Regions from separate parts of the Hordeum vulgare genome. Here region 2 is linked to region 1. A link is a contact called in public Hi-C data. All regions are on one chromosome and are shown on one strand. The core of a region is the stretch at or near the end of the contact, and the rest is flanking DNA. Distances in the headings are between cores, read along the strand shown.

What was found. Hi-C and Micro-C count contacts between places; a contact is called where the count stands out from the background.
Region 2: a Hi-C map of leaf shows a contact between it and region 1, with 6 times the contacts expected there. The contact joins the promoter of LOC123439912 here to the enhancer-like site in region 1. A contact is called at or near these places in 2 of 6 Hi-C or Micro-C datasets (leaf and seedling).

What each region holds. Positions count from the first base shown.
Region 1 is chr3H:323,067,156-323,073,780 of MorexV3_pseudomolecules_assembly, reverse strand. It overlaps the pseudogene LOC123441731. Among protein-coding and RNA genes, the nearest start is that of LOC123443739, 240 kb to the right of the region's middle. Within about 2 kb of position 3,065, at least 2 of the 3 cell types and tissues checked have open chromatin away from gene starts, as enhancers often do. A contact at or near this core is called in leaf, where this site is marked.
Region 2 is chr3H:323,384,885-323,391,509 of MorexV3_pseudomolecules_assembly, reverse strand. LOC123439912 (heavy metal-associated isoprenylated plant protein 20-like) reads right to left here and starts at 4,297. Exons shown (of 3, transcript XM_045116534.1): 1 at 4,110-4,297; 2 at 3,855-3,930; 3 at 3,156-3,738. The coding sequence starts at 4,196. The coding sequence ends at 3,446.

The sequences.
Region 1 (6,625 bases), core at 1,816-4,315:
TGGATCGGGAAGGAGATCGAGGTGGATCGGAAAAGAATCACTTCCTATCCGTTTATAACATGTCTAGTTAGGAAAGTTTTTATTGGGTGGGTGACAAAAAAAGTAAGATGAAATAAAACCACACGAAGGTGAGAGGCGAGGCAAAAAAAACATGGAACGAAGACTACCAACTCCTCTTTTAGAAAGAAAATTGAAGAAGGAAGGTTGAGATACATATTTTTCGATTAGTCAATATTTATTTTTCAAATTCATTTTTTTGTTTCCTTAAAATCCGTTATTTTGTTTCCTAAAGTAAATTGCATTGATGAGAGAGATTCGTTGATTTGGGTAAGTTAGGAAAGTTATATGTGTGATATTTTATATGTTAGGAAAGTGTTGGTTACAAGGAAAGCAAAATGAGAATCGGGAATGGTTCGGGAAGGAGATCGAGGTGGATCGGAAAAGAATCACTTCCTTCCCATTTGTATGTGTCTGGTTAATTTTTTTTTTTTATTCGATAGGTGGCAAAAATAAGCAAGACGAAATAAAATAAAATATAGGTGGGAGGTGAGGCATAAAAAATCATGGAAGGAAGGCTACCAACTCCCCTTTTAGGAAGAGATTTGAAGAAGGAAGTTTCAGATACGTATGTGTCGATTAGTCAATGTTTTTTTCCAAATTCATTGTTTGTTTCCTTAAAATACTTTATTTCATTTTCTAAAGTGAATTGCATTGATGACACAAAGTGGTTGATTTGGGTAAGTTGAAAAAGTAATATATGTGATATTTTATACGTTACAAAAATGTTGGTTACACGAAAAGAGTGAAGAGAAAAATAAGCCCGTGGGAGGGGGTAGTGAGAGAAGATGGTGGTAAGTGAGGGGAAAAACAAGACGGAAAAGAACAATATACCTCGAATGGAAGCTACCAACTCCTTTTTCAGAAGTAAAGATTTGGTGATGTACGGAAATATTAATAAATGTGATTGAGCCATTTATGGTAAGGTTAATTAATTCAGATTTGGTGTTTATAGATTTATTAGAAATTAATGTAATTTAGTTGTGTATGGAAATATTAATAAATGTGATTGAGCAACTTATGGTAAGGTTAATTAATTCAGATTTGGTCTTTAAATATTTATCAGAAATTAAATTTAATTAATTCTTCGACATAAATATGTTACTAAGTATATGATGATGGAAGGAAGGACCAAAAATCGGACTAAAAACAGAAGAAGGTGAGAGGGCAGACGAAAAACCCTGGAAAAGAAGCTACCAACTCCCTCTTTAGGAGTAGAGATTTGACTCTTAAATATCGCAGTCTGTGAGAATTGGGTGTTCTCAAATGAATTCATGAAAGGCCCTATATGATGTATATGATCCACCGCGCTTAAACCTTGCGGCAGCCCAGTATTGATCAAGGATTTATGTGAAACTAGTCTTACAAAAGGCTTGTAGTTTAAGGCATAGCCCACTATTCAAGGCGTGTACTAGTGTAGCATAAATTTTAAATTGAAGTTCAACTTAACACTCTCTATCAAGAACCGGTATATAAACAATGTTTTGGAACTAAGAGATGAGGTGTGGCAATGAGACTTTGTGAGGGTTGTTGGATTTTTTCTATTAGGCCTTTTGGCCCAAAGCCCATCTAAAATCTGAAATTCTCATGGCCCATATAAGTTGGGAGATAGCTACACCTTTTTATAAGGTGAGCTTTTCTAGCACTTGTAAGGGACTGGGAAGAGAAGAGGCCATCGCGCATTCCTCCTCCTCGCTTGCCTCACCACGACGCGTTGCGGGTTGCAGGGTTGAGCCGAGACGAGTTCATACCTAGCTTATTTTTCCCACTCAGGAATGGAGAGTCCTTAGCAGACGCGCCATGATCTGAGACATTGGTGTAACATCCCGGACACACCCGTCGGCGGTCGTTACTCCTGGCGGGATCTAGACTGACCCCACATATCAATACTAGTCTTTTCTGCGCACTTTGTCCTCACTAATGCGCATCCTGGATCAATTTCTCGGTCTGTCACCCAACCTAGAACTACTCCAAGCTAAGCATGCTTAACCTGGGAGTTCTGCTCGAATGGACTCCCGGAAAAGAAGGAAGTTTTTATTGATATGAGTAATCTATCATCCCTAATAAGCGAGGCTATCACAATTGGATAGTGGGCTGAAACCGACTCAGACGTGGGTCGAGTCCACATCTCTCGACACCTCTGCGCGTGCGCGCGCCCACACACACACACACACACACGCACGCACGCACACACACACACACACATATATATATATATATATATATATATATATATAGACACACACACACATGAGGTCCCTCCCAACCCTAGCCAACGATGCAATATATGGTTTCGCACCATTCCAGATCATTGCGCCGCCATCCGAGACTTCTCTATCCCTCCTTCCGGCGTGAACCGTGAGAAGGGACAGCAAGCCTCCTGAACCCCGCCTCTCGTGATTCTGTACGGGGAAGGGGCGATGATGTTTTACAACTGCTGGTAGCGACGATTTCCTCAATGACACTTCTTCCCAATCTCGGCAACCTCTTCCTCAACGACATGGACGACAACATCAACACCGGTTGTTCGACTCCCGCTGCACCGTATGCAATTATGTCCCCTCTTCTTGAGATCGTCCTAAACTTTTTATTTCTAGTCTCTGCTATAGACTTTTCATATATTCGTCTATTATGCTAATTCGCATAATTAATTTAATCTTTGTGTCTATCGTCATGATTTATTTACTGCTTGTTCGGATTAAATCTCATAGTAATTTGTTTATATATTCAATATTAACAAAAACTCATGTTGTCGGAAAAAAGAATTACTGATTAGGGTGCACTGACAAGTTTGTAGTAAATCTCGTTATTATCAGGAACACAGCGGGACGGTTTGCTGCAATGTCCCGCCCATTCCTTCCAATTATTTTCCATCGACCACTACTCCACCAGAAGCTTCCACCTATGCAACAAGAAGGAAAACGTCACGCTGCGCCTGGAGCTGGCCACGCTGCCGCTACGCGATACAACCTTGACTGACACGTTTGATTGATCACGAGAAAAGTACGTGGGTCTGACGTGCCGTGTGGCACGTTAGGATAGGACAGTCCATGCCGTTTCGTTTGAATCTGGCACCGCCCGTTCCTTTCAGTAGCATCGCCCGTTTCTTTCAGTAGTTCTTTTTTTCCTTTTTGATGTGTATCGTTGCTTTCGGTACTTACGGCGATTTGACCTCTCCGTCGAGCGCCATACTCCAATAATGCGGGCAGTGGCGGAGACTGAAATAATTTTTAGATGTGGGCGTGTGGCAGAGCTAAGAAGGAAAACAATCAATATATAATATAACTATATATGTGCCGTTCATGCTCGCTGCCTAGCATATAAAGCTACATTTTGAAATTTAAGTGCAAATTTAAAATTGCTGCCGGAACCATCAAACAAGTGTGTTAGTGTTGATCTCTTTCTAGAAAGGTTATAAAATAACAGTATATAATAGAAAAACTATTTTTTAATTAATAACTAAACAAGGTATATTACGTCAGAAAAACTAAAACATACACGAACGAGGGATCCCAAAAAATAAAATATATATGAAGGAGGGATCCCGACGGCGAATTGATATAAGCTAATATCTATATTTTGAGTACATATAAGTTAATAATTCGAATAATCATTATTCATTCGTAAATTAATTTTTTAGTGATCAACAATTTATAATTAGTACAACTAGCAAAATGGCCCGTGCATTGCCACGAAAAAAACATAATCTTCAATGATGGTGACCATATTATGTTCACATATCATCGCTTGATTTTGAAATTTTATGCACAAACGCAAGAAAATGTTTCTTCTGTTAAATTTATTCACAAGTTGAAGCAATCTTTACATTTTCAAAAAATATATATCATGGTTGTCAAAATTCTTGGTAACTTAAAGATTTATTATGAATTTCAATAAAAAAAATTGAAAATATACAGTAATAATTCGATCCATCCAACAGTTAATTCTTCAAAATTCACATAGTTATATTGTCACAAAGACTTAGAAGCATTAATATTTAACTACACACATTAGATCTTTCATGAACAATTTTACAAATATGGGAACAATTTTAAAATCGAGAACATTTTTTACTATTTACAAACATTTACAAAAATCGTGAATATTTTTTATATTTTGAACGGGTTTAAGGCGAACATAATTTTTTATGTTGGAGGATTTTATTTTAAATTCACAAACATTTTTTGAAACGCATGAAGTTTTTCTAAATAAACAAACATTTTTATAAATCAGTAATATATTTATTAAATACATGAACATTGTTATAAATCAGTAATATATTTATTAAGTTCATGGACATTATGTTTTCGTCAGCATTTTATTTTCAAAATTCCTATTTTTTAATATGGAAAAGTTTATGTAATTATAAATTATTTAAATTAGAAATAAACAAAAATGGAATGGAAAATTTTAAATAAAAAATAAACTATCAAAATAGGCATTAGCTATTTTTAAAATTTTAGGACATTTCTTCAATGCATTAACATATTTTCAATTAGAATACATGGAACTGTATTTGAAATCATGGACTTTTCTTATTGTACAAATATTTTTCTAAAATTGCAACATTTTATTGTATAATATGCGAGCATTTTATACAAAACTCCGGGCAGTTTTTCAAGTCACAAACATTTTATTTTTTAAATATGCTGATTTATAATTTTCAGTTTATTAATTTTAAAGATTATTTGAAGTTCTAAATTATTTAAAATAAAAAAATAAAACAGAACTGAAAATAAATAAATAAGAAACTAAAAGCAGACGCCTGTGCATGGGCCGGCCCATACGGTGTGCTGGATATTTTTCCAGCATGCAGAGCGTAATATAGGAGGTTTTTACATTGGCCGGCCCAGTCCATGATTTTTTGCTTTGTGAAACGTTTTCTATTACTTACCGGTGGCATGGTGGGTAATTTATGCAAACTTTAGGGGTAATTTTCATGACGGACGACCAGAAACCCTATTTGCTTTATTATTAGGGAGAGATAGAAGATCCAGTTGGCAGTCTTTCGTTGTCTATAATAATACCTTAGATAACCTTAGTCCGATTAGATCTATCTTCTCTTGGCCGGAGACGGAGAGTGGCGACCGCCCGCGCTAGGCTATGGATTTCCGGTGATCTTTGATGATCGATGCTGACATATATCAATTGCCTGGTCATGTAGCTTAGGAGACTGGCCAGACCGATGGTGGCGGCGAGACGATTTCCAATGGGAAACATTTCTGGCCGGTGCGCCGGTCGAACCGTTAAACCGGCCGCGCGCGTTCGTTGACTGGGCATGCAACATTTTTTCGTTTAAATTGTTGCAACCAGCGTCTTTTTGTTGTAAGCGTTATTTTTTTGCTACATTTGTCCAGTAAAAAAGCTGCATATACGTTTGGTTGCAACTTCAGTTCATTGGATTTTTCGTTAACAATTGATGTTTTTTACTTTTGCTACAACCGTGTTAATTTTTGCTACAACGTGCATCATTTTTTGCTGCAATCGTTTACTAAAAAAGTTGCATACACGTCACGTAAATATTTGTTACAACCGGCGTTTGACTTTTGCTATCACGCACCATCAGCATTTTTTTTCTACAATTACGTACATATTTTTTTTGCTACAAATTTTATTTTTTATTGCAACCGTTAAAAAAATTACTGCATCGCATCGAAATTTTGCTGCACCGAGAAAAAAATATTGCATGAAGATCCAACGGTACGGACACACGGGGTTGGTAGATCGTGCGGCCCGCGCGCGGCCGGCCGAAAGTTTCGACGAGCGCGCCGGCGCAGAGCGGTGCCCATTGCCAATTAGCGGTTTTTGAAGAAACAAATCGTGTGTCTCCACTCACGATTGACCGGCAATGGTGCGCTACTTGATACGTGGACCTGTAGATCGTGGGCTTAGATTGCTTTTTTCAGCAACCTTGGGCTTATATTGGCGTAACATATTAGTCATGGCTCCTGGGCTCCGAAAACAATAACTACCTCGCAAAATTGGAGGGGGGCAATCTATGTGTGGAGACTCTCCCGTCTTTGGCCCTGATTCGCGTACCTATGAGAGTCTTCCTCGAAAATATCAAAATTGACGTGAACTTTATTAACTCTAATCATACCTTCAGACATATAGTATATCTTTATCTTTATTTTTATTTTTTAATAATAAAAAGGTTATCGTTTTCGTCGGAAAACCCACCGCGGTGATTTAAAAAAAGTCCTTGATGTTTTTTAAAATTAACCAGCAATCCAATTGATAAGTGAAACTGAATCGGTATGTGCAGGAGAAAAAAACACCAGACCACCCACGACCTTACCTCCCATCTCCAGCGCCAACGCGCCACCATCCCCTGCCACGGCGCCGTGCGCCGCCGGCCCCAACTCCTCCAATGCTCACCTCCGTCCCCGCTCGCCACCGCCCCAGATCAGGGCCTCCCCCGCGCGATGGCCGAGGCTCCGGCGGGCGAGCCGCTGGGCGGAGGAGGCGGAGAGCCGGCACCGCGCGGAGGAGGAGGCGAAGGCGGCGGCCGCCGTCGACGGGGACGGGGACGTGGACAACAACGTCTACACCTCTGAGGACGAGGGCA
Region 2 (6,625 bases), core at 3,048-5,547, 320 kb before region 1:
CTTTTTCCACTCACCCCTACCGATTGTTCTAGTGACAGATCCTTTGACAAAGCCTTATCCCTCGGTACCACCAAGTTTCTCATCGGCGCCACCGAAAGCATGTGACCAACGTTCTGTTAAGAAAATTCCAAAAATCAGAATTTCTGAGATTAGAATCGATCTCACCGAGATTTGGAAACTGCTTTAGGTCATCGTATCGGTACCGCCGAGATTTATATATCGCTATCACCGAGAATTCAAAAGTTGCCACATTTAGTGCAACTCAGTACCACCAAGATTCATTTCGGTGTCATCGAGTTGGGCAATAATGTTGTGATGGTTGGATTTTAAGGGATGCCTATATATACCCCTCCACCTCCTCTCATTTGCAGAGGAAGCACTCAGAACACACTCCCACTTGCCAGATTCATTTTTCTGAGAAAGAGCCACTTACTCATGTGTTGAGATCAAGAGATTCCAATCCAACCATTCAAAACTTGTTATCTAGACTCCGCAAGTTGCTTTTCACAAAATTAATCTCTCCTACCGTGCCAAATCTGTAAGAGAGTTATTGAGTGTTGAGGAGACTATCTTTTGAAGCACAAGAGCAAGGAGTTCATTGTTCTACCACATCTACTACCTTTTGGAGGATGGTGCCTCCTAGATTGGTTAGGTGTCGCTCGAGAGCCTCGTACTTCATGTTGTGGAGTTGAACCAAGAAGTTTGTAAGAGCAAGGAGACCGCCTACTTCGTGAAGATCTGCCGTGAGTAAGGCTAGTCCTGTGTGGGCGTAAGCCACAGTGGAATAGACAAGGCGACTTCTTCATGGACCCCTTGTGGGTGGAGCGCTCCGTGGACTCTCGTAGTTGTTACCCTCCGTGGGTTAAAGTCCCCACTAACACCGACGTACGATAGCACCACCTATCGGAACACTGCCAAAAATCACCGTGTCAACCTTTGCGTTTGATCTTCTTTCCTTACCCTCTACATTACATTTGCATGTCCTTATCTCCGCTGCTATACTCTTAGATATGCATGTAGAGGATGAACTTGACTAGTCATAATTGATAAAAGTGACCCACAACTAAAATTAGAAAAATGCTAAGTTTTTTTGTCAAGTAGTCTAATCACCCGCCCTTTAGAGATACTTCGGATCCTACATCATAGACTTTTCTTTGCAAAATTCATGAATTTCTTTGAAAAATCATAAAACATTTTCTAAATCCGTGAACCGTTTTTCAAAATTCATGAACTTTTTTATTTTTAAAATCTGGTTAACAAGGTTCTTTTTTTGTTTCTATTTCCTACTAATATGGACACTGGTTTTTATATACTTTAAAATATTGTGAAAACAATATAAAATTTTGAAAACTTGTACGTAGATTTCAAAAAAGGTTCACAAATTTAAGAAAAAAAGGTAAATGGAAACTAAGAAGAAAAGGAAAACAATTTGAAGAAGAAAAAGAAGAAAAAGTGAGCAAGTGAACACAACACATCGATCAACAAATGGTTTTCTATTCGAGCCATCCCCGTGTGCTAACTTTTTATTTTCTAGCCGCAAAAACTTCAGCGGGCGGGTCCAGCAGAGAGCAGGGTGTATGTCATGTGGAATTTTTATTTTTGAAGAAAAAAGCGGTCCGGCCCATGAGATGAATCCTAGTTGACATTTGCTAAGGTTTGATTTAAACCAAATTACATGGTTCAGGATGCGATTTATCGAGATTTTGATTTGATGGTCCATTTTGCCCGTCCTCGGAACTAACCATGGAGGAAAAGAGCGACTGTGATGGAAGAAACAGCGAATAGGAATGAAGGGAGAGAGGTAGACCGTAATGCACGGGGAGGAAATATGTGTCCGTTCAGCTTAATCGCTAGCCGATCGACAAACAAGGCCTGCCGATTCCCTTGCCTCCAATGACGTGTGGGTGAACGGGGGGCAGAAGTTTCGGCTAGTTGGGTAGAAAATGCTTTCCTAAAAAATAAACTTAACTTGTGGTTTCATAACATAGTATAAAGTAGACGGCATACCCTTGTCCTATAAGCTTATATACGTACACTCTATCTATATGAACACATTCGAAAAATTGAGTTAGCACATCATTTTAAGGCTTTGTTTGGTTGGGCTACAGATTTTGTAAAAGCTGCTATTAAGCTCTGACAAAGCTGCCGTGAATTTTCAGGTGTAGGAAAGTTGAAAGTTGTTTGGCTGATACAACTATGAAACTGTAAATTTGACTCTGAGTTGTCTGTAATGATCATGTGCTAGGAGTTAATATTTTTATGTGCAACTTCACCGTAAAATAGTGTGAAAAACATTGGTAGGGATATACCTTCATGTTGCATATTACATATAAGTAGATGTTGACCCTACTATGAATAGTATCCATGAACAGAGAGTTGGAAGAGGATCGATAGGGATGAATGATGGAGGGCGGAGGGAGGGGAGAGGAGGAAGGAGTCCCAGTTCACCGGCGGTGGCGTCGCCGAATGACGAGACCTGCCCCGTCGCTCATGGATCCCAGATTCAGTAGGCACGGGACAACCTGACCTGTACCATAGGGGGCAAAGGGAGAGAGGAGGAAGGTAGGTATGTTGGAGGAGAAGGACCGGTGCTCCGACGCCGGAGCCGTCGGACCGTCGGCCGGCCACTGCCGAAGCCGTCGAACCACTGGCCGGCCACCAGCACGGGATGAGGGGGGCAGAAGGAAGAGGGAGGAAGGAGAACGGAGTGAGCCGTGGAAGCAGGGGTGGAAACGGAGGCTGTCGGCGCTAACGGCCGGCGGCCAAACCCTAGGCTTCTGAGTTGCACAGATCGAAGAGACGCGAGCGGTTGCCCATTTCCTCATGTGCTATGAGAAAAAGAAGAACGAAGGGGTATGCCTTGAGAGTGATATGATGGGTAAATACATTGCAGTTTGAAAGAGATAATTAAAAGCACCATACTGAAATTAGGATACAGGCTACGGGAAATGCACTAGAGAGAAGCTGTAATTTTTAGAGAAGCAACTTCTCTTTACTCTTTGGTTAGTTTTTAGCTTCCAAAAGCTAGACCTCGGCTTGAAAAGCCTAAGATTGACTAAATCATTATAAACTTTTTTTTAGTTAACGAAAACGTCCTTTTTTATTAAACACATCTCATTAAAACGTCTGAAATAAATTAAGAAAACATAGAAATATGATGGGTTAAGATATCACTGCCTTCCAAACCATTCAATCACAACATAACTCGTAATTTACTCGAAAAACGGCGTGCTTCACTATGCATATCAGACTTTCGCTCTTTGTATATTCGCTGTTCGCACACAAGCTCGTCTTCTTGGTATCGCTTTCTCCCGAGCTAGAAAACGTATATGTACATAGACACAGACACACAGTCTTTGTGATGTATGAAGACATATCAAGCATGTATTTTCGTTCGGCGGCCGGTTGGCTAGAGTAGAAAGAGGCGGTGATTAAGATCATCAGATCACATGACGGTGCAGGCGTTGACGTCCTCGTCGTTGAACATGTTCATGTAGTGGATCTCAGGCGCCGCGGGGTCGGCCATGGCCTGCGGTGCGCTGCGGACGAAGCCCGCCGGTGCCTTCTTGTCGTAGGCACCGCCGACGTAGGGGTAGGTGGCGAGCGTGTAGGGGACGTACGGCCACATCTCCGCCGCCTTCCCGGTGCTCTTCACCCGCTCCAGCACCTTGCGCGGCTCCACGTGCCCCGTCACCGTCACCTTGCTCATCTTGGGGTTCACGGCCACGCTCGTCACACCTGAGCCACACACAGTAATCGATGAACGCTCACTCAATCAAATTTATACCGAAGTTTTCTATCCCAAAAAGGTTAGTTAGCTAGATAGCACTAGTACTATTTGACGTATAGTATACCCCGAATCGATTTGACGGCGTTCTTGACTCTCCTCTCGCAGCCCTCGCAATCCATCTTCACCTTGATGTTCACCGTCTGTACACAAAAGGCCCCAGGTAACAAATCGCGTAGTATATATAGCAGCTCAACAACACGGCTAAAATCCTATAAATCACTTCACAAGATAACACTCCAGCTCCAGCTCCAGCTGAAACTGCTTCCAAGAAAGAAGTCAAGGAAGAATATTATATATATATGAATTCCACAAACCTCACCTGCTGTGGCCGCTTCTTCCTGAGCTTGAGGGATTCCTTTGTCTCCGTCATGCTGCACAAATCAGAGAGGTGATCCAAGGCGCCCATGATCTCACACAACTACAAGCGATCAAGCGTTGTTGTACTCGTCTGGTGTTTGGAGGGCGAGGCGAAGTGTTCTTTGGGCACAGAACCGTGGGCGAAGGAAAAGGGCCATATATATACACAGGGAGAAAGAAAAAAAAATGAAAGAAAAGGAGATGACGCGTCTTACCGTTTCGCTGGCTGGCTAATTCGGTATGGTAAGGATGTCCAAGTACTGTAGTACATCCTGATGCTTCTAGCTAAGAGGGTGCTTGGATCCAAGGGACTAAAACTAGTCTAACTAAAACTAGCCTCTTTAAGAGGCTAAAGTTCCAAGCACCCCTGACTAAAGAGAGACTAAAACTAGTCTTGAGGCTAAAATCTTTTAGTCAGGGATACCCATACTAAAATGTGCATTAGTCCTCTCTCTCCTCATTTAACTCCTCATGCAAGTTTCGGATTGGAGGGTTTGGAGGATAATAAATGCTCATTAACTTGATTTTAGTCTCTTTAGTACTTGGATCCAAGCATGGGTGAGACTAGCAAGTTTTAGTCTCATTACTTTTAGTCATGGGACTAAAACGTATCCAAGCACCCTCTAAGGCTAATCAGAGCGAGCCATGAAACCACTGAGCTTTCAGATTAAATGAGTGAGCTGGGCAAACATCCTGCTCAACGATGGACCAGTCCCTGCTTCACAGGCTAGCTATTTTCATGGCATGGTCGGTCGGTGCGCTGGATGATTTGCATACATAATTATTAGTAGTCTTTTCGGTTAGTCTATTGTTCGTTTGAAAACTGCATGTATTAAATTGATTACTCTGTCTCTGAGAACAAGCACTTTTCGCACTTCTTTACTTTAACCTGCCACTTAAGTGTGAAAACAATAGCACGATATCTTATATCTTAGGTAATCCTAATCAAGGCATCTTGATTTACTAGATTTAATTAAATCCTGACGCGTGTAGGATAGGATAGTTTCGTTTTTTGAGAAGGAGGTTAAAGCCGGCCTCTCCATCATGCAACCAACTTTATTAAATAATTATTTCATAAATGTCTCATACAAACATACATCAAACCATCCGAAGCCATCACTCACACCTACAAACTCGATAATATGGAGTGCTCTCACTCTTTATATCTAAAATTAATGTTGTCGGCAATCCATTCACATAACGTATCGGGACCAACAACCGGTGCAGCTGACCTAAAGCGCACACCACATGCACACATTAAAAGTCGTCATCATCATAGGCCCACCGACCCATCTTCATTAGAGAGATCCATATCATCCTTGCCGGTTCGAACATACGTCGATGCCATCACGGCACCTAACGGCGCCACCGCCCTGCGCTTATCCGTCCAGACGCGAAGATTCTAGAAGAATTGTCGTCCGTAGCACGTGCTGATACGTCCCAAACGTATCTATAATTTCTGCTTGTTCCATGATCTTTTGGGTGACATTGTTATATGTTTTGCTACAGTTTTATATCATTTTACACATATTTGGACTAACCTACTAACTCAGTGCACCCAGTGTCAGTTTTTGTCTGCTGATGTCTATTTTGCAGGGGCTTTTACCCAATTTTTCGAAGCCCGAAAAAATTCAAAAAAAATATATAAAAAATCAACGAAACAGAAGCTTCCGGATCACCGAAGATGGGCCAGAGGGAGGCCAGCGGCCTCCCAGGCGGCCTGCTGTCGCGGCCAGGCCCTAGGCCGCGCCAGGAGGTCGCATCGGTGGGTCCCACCTCCTCAGGTGCCCTCCTTTTGCCTATATTTAGAATCCCGAGAGGAAACCCTCGCAGACTTTCTGGAATCACGAATTTCACCATCGTTCCGCCGCCGCAGCGCTTCCGGGATCGAGAGCGTCAGGAGACCTCTTCCCGATACCCTGCCGTAGGGAGGATTGAACCCCGAGAGCTTCTCCACCGTCATGGGCGCTTCCCAAACGTGTTGTGAGTAGTCCTCCTTGGACCATGATCCATGATCAATAGCTATGTGATGTCTTCTCTCCAATCTTGTGCTTCAATTGTTAGTCCGTATGAGCTGCTCTACATGATCAAGGCATCTATGTAATTCTCTTGCTATTGCTATGCTCGGTTTGTTGGGATCCGATGGATTATGAGATTATGTTCAGATTGTTATGAGTTATATATTCGACTATCCTTTTATATTATGTTTCTTAGTGATTCATGCATGTTCTCCGTTGCTATTTATTGCTTTGGCTAAGTAGTAGATTGTAACTCCAAGACGGAGCATTATGCATGATTGTTGGTTCATGCCCCTCGATGTCTAGCTTGAGTGACATAAACATGAGACTAGGGGATATGCTTGTTGCCACCAGGGAGAAAACAACGGTGCTTGTGACCACAGTTGTAAGGATTTTTTACCATGCACATAGTTCGTTAATGAAGTTGTCCGTTGCTTTAAATTTACACGTTGGGTGGGGC